4 separate regions of the Mus musculus genome follow, and regions 1, 2 and 3 are each linked to region 4. The links are chromatin contacts, called in public Hi-C maps. All regions are on one chromosome and are shown on one strand. Each heading gives the region's core, a stretch centred on a gene start, on an enhancer-like site or on the middle of the called end of the contact. The rest is flanking DNA. Distances are from core to core; before and after follow the strand shown. Region 1 has its middle 40 kb from the start of Gabpa. Region 2 overlaps App (amyloid beta (A4) precursor protein). Region 3 overlaps App (amyloid beta (A4) precursor protein). Region 4 has its middle 120 kb from the start of Gm52244.

Region 1 (2,939 bases), core at 352-2,851, 800 kb before region 4:
TTTTAAGAAGTAAGTTTTCAGTATGACAAAACTTCGTTTCCTTTGTTGTTGTTTACCCGTAAGTTTCAGGGGTGGGGTGGGGGTGACAAGTCTTTAAAGCCCGAGTCTTGGAATTCTTTCACATCAGTACCAAGTAGGAGCTTTTCTTAAACAGTTACTGTTTGTTTTTAGGTCTCCCTGCATATGCTCTTGAGTGAGTGTGTATGTCTGTGCGCGTGTGTACACTTGCTACATGCCTGTTTGTGGAGGTCAAAGGACAACTTCATCTACCATGTGAGTCAGGTCATTGGACTCGGTGGCAAGCATCCCTCCCCACTGAGCCATCTTGCTGATCCACAGGTAGGATTTTAGTATGTTGGCACGAGCTTCACGGGCTGATAGCAGGCAGCACTCAGCAGGAGGTTGAGACAGTTTGGACTAATGAGGTAAAGCCCAAATGTATCCTAGCTTTGTGCTCTGGGGAGTGAGATTCCAGGACACAGTTAGGGGAAAGGTTACTGGCCACCGGGCTCTGAGAGGCTGCAGAGGGGCTGGGTGATGGCTAAGCAGTTAGGCACACTGGCTGTTCTTTCATAGGTCCCGAGTTCAAGTGCCAGAAACCACATGGTGGCTCACAAACACCTGTAATGGGATTTGATGACCTCTTCTGGCATGCAGGTGTACATGCAGATAGAGCACTCATACATATAAATGAATGAATGAATCAATCAATCAATCAATCATTCAATCTTTTTAAAAAACAGAGTTTGCAGAACATAGAACACAGCTATCAGGTACCATTTGAGGGGGTACATAGAAGGTTCTCCCACACTTATTGGCTCACTGCCTTGAGGACACAGCCTACTGATGTCTGAAAACGCATACTTGAATGAAGCTCAGGAAGCAGACACAGGATCCATGCTCCCACCGCTGCAGAGGAAAAGTGGTAATTTTGAGGCATTAAATAATACAATCTGAAAGTACTATAACTGGCTATTAATTTGTGTCATGATTCTTAAAAAGAAATCCACTTTTAAAAACCAGAAGGCTAGGGATCAATTTCACATGCTCATCAATAAATGTCTCAAAGTATTTAATCATATCTCATGGCCACTCACATACACCTTTAAAATTATTTTTATTCTTTCTATTGAATTTTTGATAAGCCCTTCTCCCCTAATTCAACTGGAGTTTGTATGCTGCTTATCTGGCTACTATTATTGAGTTATATGTCTAAATAATAAAAATGAAACCATGAGAGTGAGGTTTCTGGGATAAGGCGAGGTCCCAGTTCCAGAGTTTTCCAGCTGAGGTCACTGTGGCTAAGGCATCCTCGGCTGGCACGAGACGCGAGAGGAAGAAGGATGCAAATCGGAAAGCGTGGCCAAAGCAAAAGGACAGGGACACATTTTGGAGATGACGATAAATGTGTGGTGGCGGCTGTTTTCCTTTGGACTCAGTGACGGGGAGAACGCTTGTGCCTGAGCTGATGAGCCGGCACAACAAACGTACAGACTAAGCTGTAGTGATTCTGCAGGTGGTCGGCATCACTGGCCTTCGCAGTGACGCAGCGCATAAGTCACTAAATCAGCCTGTGTCATATTGCAGTCACTCGCAGATTCCCTGCGTTGGAGCTCATTGGCTGGCATCTGAGCTTGGCAGACAGTTGTAGAGGGAAGCCGCAGGCTACCTTTCCAGCAATGGGTTGAGGTCCAATCCTTCTCCCTCCATGTCACCAGGACACGACAGGAAAGTCCGAAGCAAGCCCAGGGTTGTTTATTAAGAACAGTTACCCCAGTTCAAAGTGGCTGAAAATTCTAGGATTAAAAATGTCTGCCTGGCCGCATCACAGCTCCAAAATAAACAGTGTGTGCTTGAGCCCCGCCAGCTGTTTTGGTAGTCACACATGTAGTCTAAATGGCAAGGTAAAGAAATTTATGTAACTAAAAACTGTTCATCAACAAGGACTCCCTGGGTTTTTTTTTCTCCCCTTTGAAATGGGAAAACATATTTTTCAGATCTTACTCAGCTGTGCAAGGAGGTAAACAGATGTATTCCTTCACACTCCCTGCAGAGCATATTGCGCTGCTCACACATACAAAGCGATGGAGTTGAAGCTACACAAATGTTGTCTGTTATGAAACCTGTCTCCGCAGGGATATCATTTCCAAGGAGGGTCTCGTTTAAGAGACCAGTGCTTGGTGTCACGCTTTGTGCGAAAGGTGATTTTTTGTTTTCTTATGAACACAGTATTATTCACGTTTAAACCTTGGCTTAGTGGGCAGTTATTCCTCACCTCCTCCTTCTTAAACTTAGAGGATTTTATCTGTTTAAAATTCTGTTGTTCCTGTCGAGGTGTTGAATGGCTCCACTGAAGGAAGAAGGGTCTGGGTGAAGTTGAAGGGAATTCTAGGCATGGAGGCAACACACAACACAGCCTTGGAATCCGAGAGTTGACGACGGTGCTCCCCATGGAAACAGCATTCATTTGGAATTCTGCCAGAGCATGAGCACTGTGTTCAGCATGTACGTCCCTGTCAAGAGGCTGGAGGACCCTGCTGATGAGGCTCAGTGGCCCAAGAGAGAAGCCTGAGGAGGGGTTTGTGCCAAAGACACCTGCATCTTGGATAGTCTTGTAGCAACCCTCCAGACGACTGTCCTCTGCTGTCCATGGGGAATGACTCCAGACACAGGCACCGGACTTTGAGGGTGCGCAACACTCATAGGGCAAGAATTTGCATATAACACAAGCACAAACTCCCTAGGTCGCCTCTAGACTAATACATAGAACGTTGTGAGCACTCTGTAAATGATTGTTTAACGGTGCCATTTAGGGGTAGTGACAGGAAAATGGTTTGTTTTTGGTCACTAACTGTTAGCAGTTGTCAATTAACCTCTCAAATCGACTAGGCAGGGGCGTGTTTCTCGATACTCGCCCCAATGTTTTGGGTTCCTGAATG
Region 2 (2,700 bases), core at 55-2,554, 560 kb before region 4:
TCTCTGGGCAACAGAACCTACCTAGTTAACCGTTTCTTGGAAAAAGGTCATTCTTTGCCATTTCCAAAACTCACCAGATTCAGCGGAGTCTCCTTTCACCTTCAGATCTTTCGGCTCACCCTACTCTCTCTTTGGACACAGAATCTCACAGTGTAGCCAAGTATGGCCTCTGACTTTTAATCCTTTTGCCTTAGCCTCCCAGGTACTGGACAGCATAGCTGTGTCCAATGCAATATCTAGCCTCCTCCTCTGCACACACCTGAGATTTATGATGGACAACTATGCTTCCCTTGATTTGGCTTCAGTCTCCTTTGGCTTAAGTTGCCATCATTAAAAACCAATCAACCAACCAACCAAACAAACAAACAAAAAATAAATAAATACTAAAGCGAAGATGGTTTCCTTTGCCTCTGTTCACCTCAAGCTCTTTATCTAGATTTTTTTTTCCTCAGAGTGATAATTATCCTCGCCACTTGGTCATGTCATATTTGTAGCAATTAGGCTTGTCTCTATTAAGGGTAATGTCCTTTGTCAAAATTAATTTTCTCAAACAAAAAGGAAGAGAAGGAAGGAAGGAAGGAAGGAAGAAAGGAAAGAAAGAAAGAAAGAAAGAAAGAAAGAAAGAAAGAAAGAAAGAAAGAAAGGAAGAAAGAAGAAAAGACAACCTTTCTGCCTAATAAAAGGCAGTATCCAGCCAGTAAAAGGCAGATAGATGTGGCTGTCCAGTACCCAAAGCTAGTCGGAGAAAGATGATTTGATTTGAGGGATACTGTTTTAGAGTTGAGTGGTGATTTTATAGGCTTATGGGCACAGACCCTGTGAGCAATGTCAATGCTTCCTAGCCTATGGAAATAATTGCTGGTGATCCCTGTTCACATCCATGCAATTGAAACGTGCTAAGAATCTACCCCTATCCAAGTCAACCTGGGCCAGTCTGAAAAGCTTACACTCTTCTCCCCTTAAGAAGTGCACTGAAGACCTGCTTTTGGCATGTGGTCAGTTTTCATGGAGGCACACGCTGACCTTGCTAAAAATCACACTTCAGTCGCTCTCATTTTTGACCATACTTGTCTCATCATTTTTCTCTGTTTAGCAATTAACTTAGCTTGTCTCCCAGCACATGACACATGCCAGTTCTGGTCCTGTCTCTGGCCACTTCATAGCATCTCTTTGTTCCCCTTAAATGTTGCATTTCCCCAAGGTCTATTCCAAGGCTCCTTTCCAGAAGTGTCACTAAGTGGGTTAAAGGGACAGAAGCACTTGGCCCTGAGGCTGAGGCTTTGTTAAGAATGAAAAGGGATTACAAGTGGTGACATCATCACCTCTGCCCTGTCAATTTACAGCACTAAGACCTTGGGTCTGGAGCTGTGCTCCTCTTATGTTAATTAGTGGGTCTACACGGAGATCTTACCATCCAGAGGCAAATGTCTCAAAGAGGAAGACACTGGCTCTTATATCTTCTCCACACCTTGAAACATTCTAGTAAGATGATTTTCTTTCTTTTAAAGATACTAATTTATATTTATTTATTTTTATATCATCTGTGTTTTTCCCACATGTATGCATGTGTATGTATGTGCACCCACATGGGTGCCTGCTGCCCATGCAATCCACAAGAGGGTATGCAAACATCAGGAACTAGAGTTATCTATCCTTGGTTCTGAGCCACCAAGTGGGACTGGGAATCAGACCAGCATGTTTTGAGAGACGGACAAGTGCTCTAAGCTGCTTTGCCATCTCTCTATCTCCCTCTGCCATCTCTCTATCTCCCTCATTTGTGCTTTTGAGACATTTCATTCTATAGCTAAGGCTCAGATTTGCCAGTGTAAGGATTACAGGAGAGAGCCACCACACCCAGATTGAACAATGTGATTTAAAGGCTTCCAAGAACCTTCTGAGTGGCAATCTGTGGGGACTCCCCAGCTCATTTCTCTCTTATGCTTCAGATGACCGGATAATGAATTGATTACGACCCTGTCACAGTGACACTGGACAAGCCGAGAGCACTGCTGAGTGGAAATACAAACAAGTGGCCAGTGGACATTCAAGTTTTTTTCCAGCTTCATGAAAAAAACAAAACAAAAAAAAACCACAAAGAGGTGAAATCAACTTTAACCCCATATAGTTTGACTGTAACATCCTTATGACATCCTTAATAACTACACACAATATAGTCACTTCAAAATGAAATCTATGTTGTATGCCTTTGTTGGTATTACATTTCTGAAACATGACATTTATCTCAACAGTACAGATCTAACTGGCCACATTTCAAGTGCTCAAGCTGTACAAAAAGCATAGGGACTGGAAACTCCGTCACATGGGCTTGGGACCAGGTGTCTGGAATGTTCTACAGTGATATATACTGGATAGGGTTGACTCTGAAATTCCAACGTAGTCTCTCCTCTTCTTCAAAAATTAAGCCAACGAATGGCTTCAGTGGCTTTTCATTGTTATAGGATGCGGACCAAATTCATGAAAATGGCTCGCAAACCCTTGATATGTTAGCCCTTTCTTGTCCAATGGACTGCAGGTGATGAGCAAGGAGAGATGAATGCTACATTAGCGGCAGAAAGAAGAAATCTGCCAAAAGGCTTTCCCCTGCTCCTCCCCCATGGCTACCCGCAAGCAGGCAGTCTGGAGTGGAAAGAACCAGTCTGTGGCTCATCCCTGCACAAGCCACAAACTAAAACAGAAAAT
Region 3 (2,700 bases), core at 175-2,674, 580 kb before region 4:
GTCTTCTTGTAGCTTCAGTCCTCTCCTCCCGCTTCTCCGCAAGCCAGACCGCTCTTGTTCTCCGCTTTCTGTGTGAAGCTCACTCTCAGTGCCGCCCCCCCACCCACTTTTTAACAGTCCTGATTGCACAAAGCTCTGCCCTCTGCTCATTTTCCACTGTCACTCAGGAATACCACTCGGGCCTAAGGATTCAGTCACTTTCTCTACTCTTCCAAGGCTGACCTCTCTTTTGGCATTTCTAGTCACCGGCTAGACACATAGAGACGTCATGGTGTCCAACCAGCTTTTCAAATCCCATGTACGCAAAGAAAAATGGCCCATTTCTCACTGGGTCAAATATCTTATGGGGAGAAAGAAGAGAATGGGAAAAAAATGTCACAGCACTTAACAAGTCAACTGCAAAGAAATGAGGCCATACCCCTTGAAACTGGCTCAGCTTTTAACTGGGCATCAGAGCACTATGGTCAGCTATCAGCACTCACTCTCTTAAAGCACTCGCTCTCAGCAGCACACCTAGGGATGAGCAACACAGGAGATAATAGAATTAAAAAGGAAGCAGATTAAAACATGACCCATCAAGGTCTTTTAGAAATTACCTATATCCTTTCCAGCCGTGTTTCCACAAACATGATCTTTTCAAAGGGGGTGAGCCCCTAGATAAATTCGTACCCTCCTCCTGTCACCATGCCAGTCCAGTCTTCGAAAGTGCCACTCAGATTTGTAAACAAGGCTTAGTTTCATTATTGCAAATCAATTTTCTGGAGCTTACTGCTCCTCAGAGAGCTGAAATAATTGAATTCCTGGACTTGTACGGAGAAAGGTTTGGGCAAGAAAGAATTATATGGAGGATTCAAAAGGTAGATCTCTAACTATGCTTTGGCAGCAAATTCCCCTGGAGGGTTCTGATCCACTTCTCTAATGCAGACTTTTATGATGAACTACACCGGCTGATGCAAATAAAATGGAAGTCAGATGGGGACACTCTGCTAACAGAACATAAAGGCAGCAGTTAAGCTTTTACAGCTGATAAGCAATGGCTTTAAAGTATAAGGAAGACATAGAATGTTAATATGTGACTAGGACTTCTCTCTGCCCACAAGCACCAGAAATATCTATAGAGAATTAAATATATATGCACAATTTGAGACTTTTGGTTGGCTTCATGCTCATAACCTAAGTAAGTATTTTCAAGGAGACAAAAGTCTAGGGTCACATAGCTAAATGAGAACAAGGCTCTTCCTCAACCTACTAATCTCCTATCACCAAACAGTCGATGGTAGATGTAAATAAATGGAGATTTCTGCTCCCTTCGCCAGATTTTCTGCTTGGTTGAATTTGATAATGAAAACGTCTGTTCCTTTCAGAGGGAGCACAAGTGTCATTCAGTTTTCACTCACCAGGCAGGGAATGAATGCGTTTGATTGGCTGTAGAATCATTTGAATATGCAAAATCATTTAAATAAGCATCCTTACAAGCTGAGGCACTTCCATCCATCCATGGATGCAGCAGTTTAGAGTTCTCTCCCTCAGTAAATCGAGGCATCAAATGAAGGTGTACTCATGCTTCAAACATCGTTAGACTCCACCCACCCTCCCCCTTTGCACATGGCTCAGTCACGCCTTCCTTTCCAGGCTGGGTACTCAACCAGAAAACAGCGATCAGTGCCAAAGCCCATTCCATTACCCCGAAGTCTTCCAGGTCAACGATCCAGAGTCACATGAAAAGACTAACTTGAGTTTACCTCTCCGGGGAGCAGATATTTTGAAGAGCAAGCATTCTGGGCAAGCAGAGACTAAGCTTTTAAATGCACTTAAATCATTTCTCAAAAATAGAAGATACAAGCAGAGTTTTTGGAGAACTTACATCTCTCATTTTATATTAAACAATCAGAAGGAGGACCTATGTGACTAAGGCTTGAAATAATTAAAGGGGATACCCCCTTTCAGATGGTATGATTTCTGCCTTTCTTGTTGACGAACATGCATTCAAGCAAAGTTATCATTCAGATCTGAGTTGTTTTACCCCAGGAATGTGGTGTAGGAAAAACACTGAGGCAAACTGACAATACGTAGCAGAATCTTCTGGAAGAAGTGTGAGTGAGGCAGCCCTTCCAACAGCATCCACTTTAGCAGACTATAGGAGTTCTCTGGTCTAAGCTTAAAGTTGTATGAAGTGTGCCCTTGAGGTCATTCATCAGAAAGGAAAATAAAGAAAATAAAGGCAAAGCCACTCCTTCCTCTTGACCTCAGTGGATGCCACATGACATCTGCACGATCAGCTCGTCTGGGGTTCTATTCAAGCTATATGGCTATCTCCAAGCCTAGACACAGTAGCCCATCTCTCCGAGAAAATAGAGCTGACATTCGAAAAGCCACGTAGAGTACAAAGGACATCTTTGATAACCAGTCCCATCTCAACAGAATATTCAACTACAACAATAAATAATAGGTCTTATCTGTATTTTCCTGAATTTTAAGCATTTGCCATTTTTTTGATTCATTAGGCAACTCTAGTTAGCATTCCCTCAGCAAGCGGCCTCTGCATTTGCTTGCAGATGATTTAACTTTCGTCTTTTCAGCTCTAATTTTAAATTTCTCTCTCTCTCTCTCTCTCTCTCTCTCTCTCTCTCTCTCTCTCTCTCTCTCTCTCTGTGTGTGTGTGTGTGTGTGTGTGTGTGAGAGAGAGAGAGAGAGAGAGAG
Region 4 (2,924 bases), core at 419-2,918:
TTCCTTACTTTGTGAGGAATTCTTGGCTAGATTATGTCTTATAGGCTTCTTGGCTGGCAAGCGTGGGGTACCTATGTGGATAACCGTATGGGTCTGTGTGTCTCAGAGACATCTTTAGAGAAGGAAGTCAGTAAAGTGGTGCTAAATCGCTTTGAGAATTGATATAATGCATTGTTATGAAACTCTGATTTTGTCAGATTTTTCCTTTTGTCTTAGATTCTTCTTAGCCAAACACCTAGGATGATGGAAGGGTGGTGAACTGTGGTCTCTATGGAGATATGTTGATATCTGTCTCTTTGTCCCTGAGACAGTAACCTTTGGGAATAGGGTATTCACATATACAATCACGCGAGAACAAGAACACTATATATACTTAATTTTGGTGATCCTTATAAGAGGGAAAACCATGTGAAAACAGAAATGTAGATAGAGTGGCATCGTGCACACAGGCATGACAGGAATGATGTAGCTGCATGCCAGAGGACAGAGGAGTGACAGTCCCCCAGAGCTGGCAGAGGCCAGGCACCAAGGGATTGGGATTATGTAGACATTTTGATTCTTCACTGTGTCTTTGGGCTCCATCTGGAGCTTTAAGCCACCATGTTCATGGTGCTTCTTCCCTGCAACCCGAAAAACTAATTCAGAGAGCTGAAGTCAAACATGAGAAGGGAAAAGACTTGTTTGTGTGCTCTTGTTTTCCACTGTTCTCCTGGGGTTGAGAAGGGCATTTCTCCCATGGTGCCAACAACCTGGAGACTGACTTTGCAAAGCTTTTTAGGACCTGCCAGGGCTCCATCAGGGAGCTCCGAGAAAATGACACCACCATTATATGATTTTAAAGCTATAAAAGATGAGCGTATTAAAGACCCAAGTCTTCGAAATGTTCCTTTCCGTGCGATTATGATACAGCAAGGAAGGCGGTGCTGGTGATAAAGTGGGCTGTTTGTTCTACAAAGGCCTTGTGGAAAACACATGTAAACTCAAGCGCTGTCGGCACATTCTTCTCCCACAAACTGTCTTTTCTGTTAGATGCCTATGGTTCCATCTGTCACACAGGAAATGGCTATCTGTTTTACCGGACCCATTGGATGAGATCGAGGCTAGCGTTCCTGGGGGTTACTTGGGAACCAGTGCTACAACGATCTGATATAGCTTTGAGCACTAGGTGGCATCAGAGAACCTGCACGTGCCCTGGTCTTCAGAGCTTGGAAAGTCCTGGCTGGTTTCATGAGCTCTTCTTCCTTTGCTTTCCTTTTGCCTCCACCTCATTGCGAAGCAGACACTTTGTGGTCTGATGCTCTACGTAGCTGTAGCTAAGGCTGCCAATTCCCAGAGAATCCCAGTTCTCCTGAAGGGCAAGATGAAAGCAGAGATATGTAAGTGCTATGTTTGGGAGATGGGAAGATGTCTCATCTTCAACAGGCTTTTTGAGAAGGGTTACTCCTCGCTTTCCCTGACCCTTCTTGCAAAGCCTGTTGAAGATGAAATGCGCTCTTCCTGGGACATTCTTGATAGTAATAGTGATTAGATTTCGTCAGGAGATAGCCAATATGATTGGCTGCATCTTGCAAATTGTGGTCCCCGGAGCCAGTGTTCTGTGTTCCCGGGACTGGGAACTACATTTGAGGTTATTACGATCTTCCTGTAACTGAGCGCTGACCCACATTGTCAGCGCTGCCGTTACTTTTTGTGGAAACACACACTTCTTCCTAATCATCTCTCCTCATGTGTGGGAGACTAGTCAGCCGGTGCTCATCGCATTGAGATTGCTCAGCGTACATTATCATTTGTTTTCAAGTCATCAGCATCAGCACGGGTCCAACATAGACCTTTTTTTATAAACCTTTGGTTGGGAAGTTGTTTTCTGCTTTGTGTAAACTACAATTTAAAAACATTATTTAAGCGAATGAAGTCATCACGAGACTGAGTTTGAGTTTCCAAAAAATTGTGAAAACATAGGCCCAAGGAGACATATGAATTCTGCTTTTTAGCAGTCAAGTGGAGTACAATAGGAAAAATCTAGACTTCCTGCTTCATTTGCAGCTGCCGCATTTCACATGTTGGTGTATTTCAAAATGTAGGCTTACATAAATCTTTTGTTTGGTGCATTAAATAGTCTAGGATCACAGTTTGGCCATTAAGTTGTTTTTTAAAATGAAGCTCATGTTTTAAAAAGTCACACTCAACTATACTTTGGTAGATTTTACTTACAATTAATATTTTTTAAAGAAACATAATATTCTCTTATATTCCATCCTTTCTCAAATAGTAAGAATGTTTGAATAAAAATAAAGTATCAGTTTTAGTGGTAGCTGATTGTGGGTTAAAAGTGCCATCTAGTGGTTACACAAGGAAGTTCATTTAACTTATAAATGATAGTGTAAATTTCTCCTTTTCACTTCCATACCAGAAAGCAGTACAGTTGTCAGTTGGTGAAATTATCCATCATCTGGATATGGATCCACCAAGACAGCATGCTACAGGGTTTGATGAAGCTATACTTTGTACTATGCTGGACTCAGCAAATGTCATGAAACCATCTGGTTAAATACAATGTAGATGTACAAGACAGGAGGCCAACGGATTTCCCTCTTGCTCATAAACTTTTCCTGAGGGTTTTTTTTTCATGATTGATTAATATATTAAAACCAAACTCCTGTGCAAATAGTAAACAAAAACAGATCTCTCTGTCTCTGTGTCTATCTCTCTATCTCCCTGTCTCTGTCTCTCTGTCTCTGTGTGTGTGTGTGTGTGTGTGTGTGTGTGTGTGTATGTGTGTGTGTGTAGAGATGTGCTTGAATACAGGAAAACAACTCATTTAACTGTTCCTTCAGAGGCTCCTTCCTCATGATCACTTGTCATGATAAATGCAGAAAGGAGGCTCCATCAACCCCTCGGGAGAGATCTTCAGCCTCTGGCTAAGA

What was found. A called contact is a pair of places that touch in the nucleus more often than the background predicts.
Region 1: a contact with region 4 is called in a Hi-C map of cortical neurons, with 2.3 times the contacts expected there. The contact joins two enhancer-like sites. A contact is called at or near these places in 3 of 15 datasets of contacts at CTCF or cohesin (large pre-B cells, pro-B cells and stem cell-derived epiblast-like cells), 39 of 484 Hi-C or Micro-C datasets (the AtT-20 cell line, the G1E-ER4 cell line, the HL-1 cell line and 17 more), 2 of 115 datasets of contacts at active chromatin or transcription factors (SST interneurons and astrocytes) and 1 of 9 other capture datasets (embryonic stem cells).
Region 2: a Hi-C map of the N1E-115 cell line shows a contact between it and region 4, with 10 times the contacts expected there. The contact joins two enhancer-like sites.
Region 3: a contact with region 4 is called in a Hi-C map of cortical neurons, with 2.6 times the contacts expected there. The contact joins two enhancer-like sites. A contact is called at or near these places in 3 of 484 Hi-C or Micro-C datasets (cerebellum, cerebral cortex and cortical neurons) and 1 of 115 datasets of contacts at active chromatin or transcription factors (differentiating embryonic stem cells).

Annotation. Positions count from the first base shown.
Region 1 is chr16:84,873,775-84,876,713 of GRCm38.p6, forward strand. No RefSeq gene overlaps it. Among named protein-coding and RNA genes, the nearest start is that of Gabpa, 40 kb to the left of the region's middle. Within about 2 kb of position 1,602, at least 34 of the 459 cell types and tissues checked have an H3K27ac peak or open chromatin away from gene starts, as enhancers often do. A contact at or near this core is called in the N1E-115 cell line, SST interneurons and cortical neurons, where this site is marked.
Region 2 is chr16:85,116,472-85,119,171 of GRCm38.p6, forward strand. All of the region lies in intron 2 of App (amyloid beta (A4) precursor protein), which reads right to left. Among named protein-coding and RNA genes, the nearest start is that of App, 56 kb to the right of the region's middle. Within about 2 kb of position 1,305, at least 35 of the 459 cell types and tissues checked have an H3K27ac peak or open chromatin away from gene starts, as enhancers often do. A contact at or near this core is called in the N1E-115 cell line, where this site is marked.
Region 3 is chr16:85,091,362-85,094,061 of GRCm38.p6, forward strand. All of the region lies in intron 3 of App (amyloid beta (A4) precursor protein), which reads right to left. Among named protein-coding and RNA genes, the nearest start is that of App, 81 kb to the right of the region's middle. Within about 2 kb of position 1,425, at least 31 of the 459 cell types and tissues checked have an H3K27ac peak or open chromatin away from gene starts, as enhancers often do. A contact at or near this core is called in cortical neurons, where this site is marked.
Region 4 is chr16:85,676,058-85,678,981 of GRCm38.p6, forward strand. No RefSeq gene overlaps it. Among named protein-coding and RNA genes, the nearest start is that of Gm52244, 120 kb to the left of the region's middle. Within about 2 kb of position 1,669, at least 8 of the 459 cell types and tissues checked have an H3K27ac peak or open chromatin away from gene starts, as enhancers often do. A contact at or near this core is called in the N1E-115 cell line, SST interneurons and cortical neurons, where this site is marked.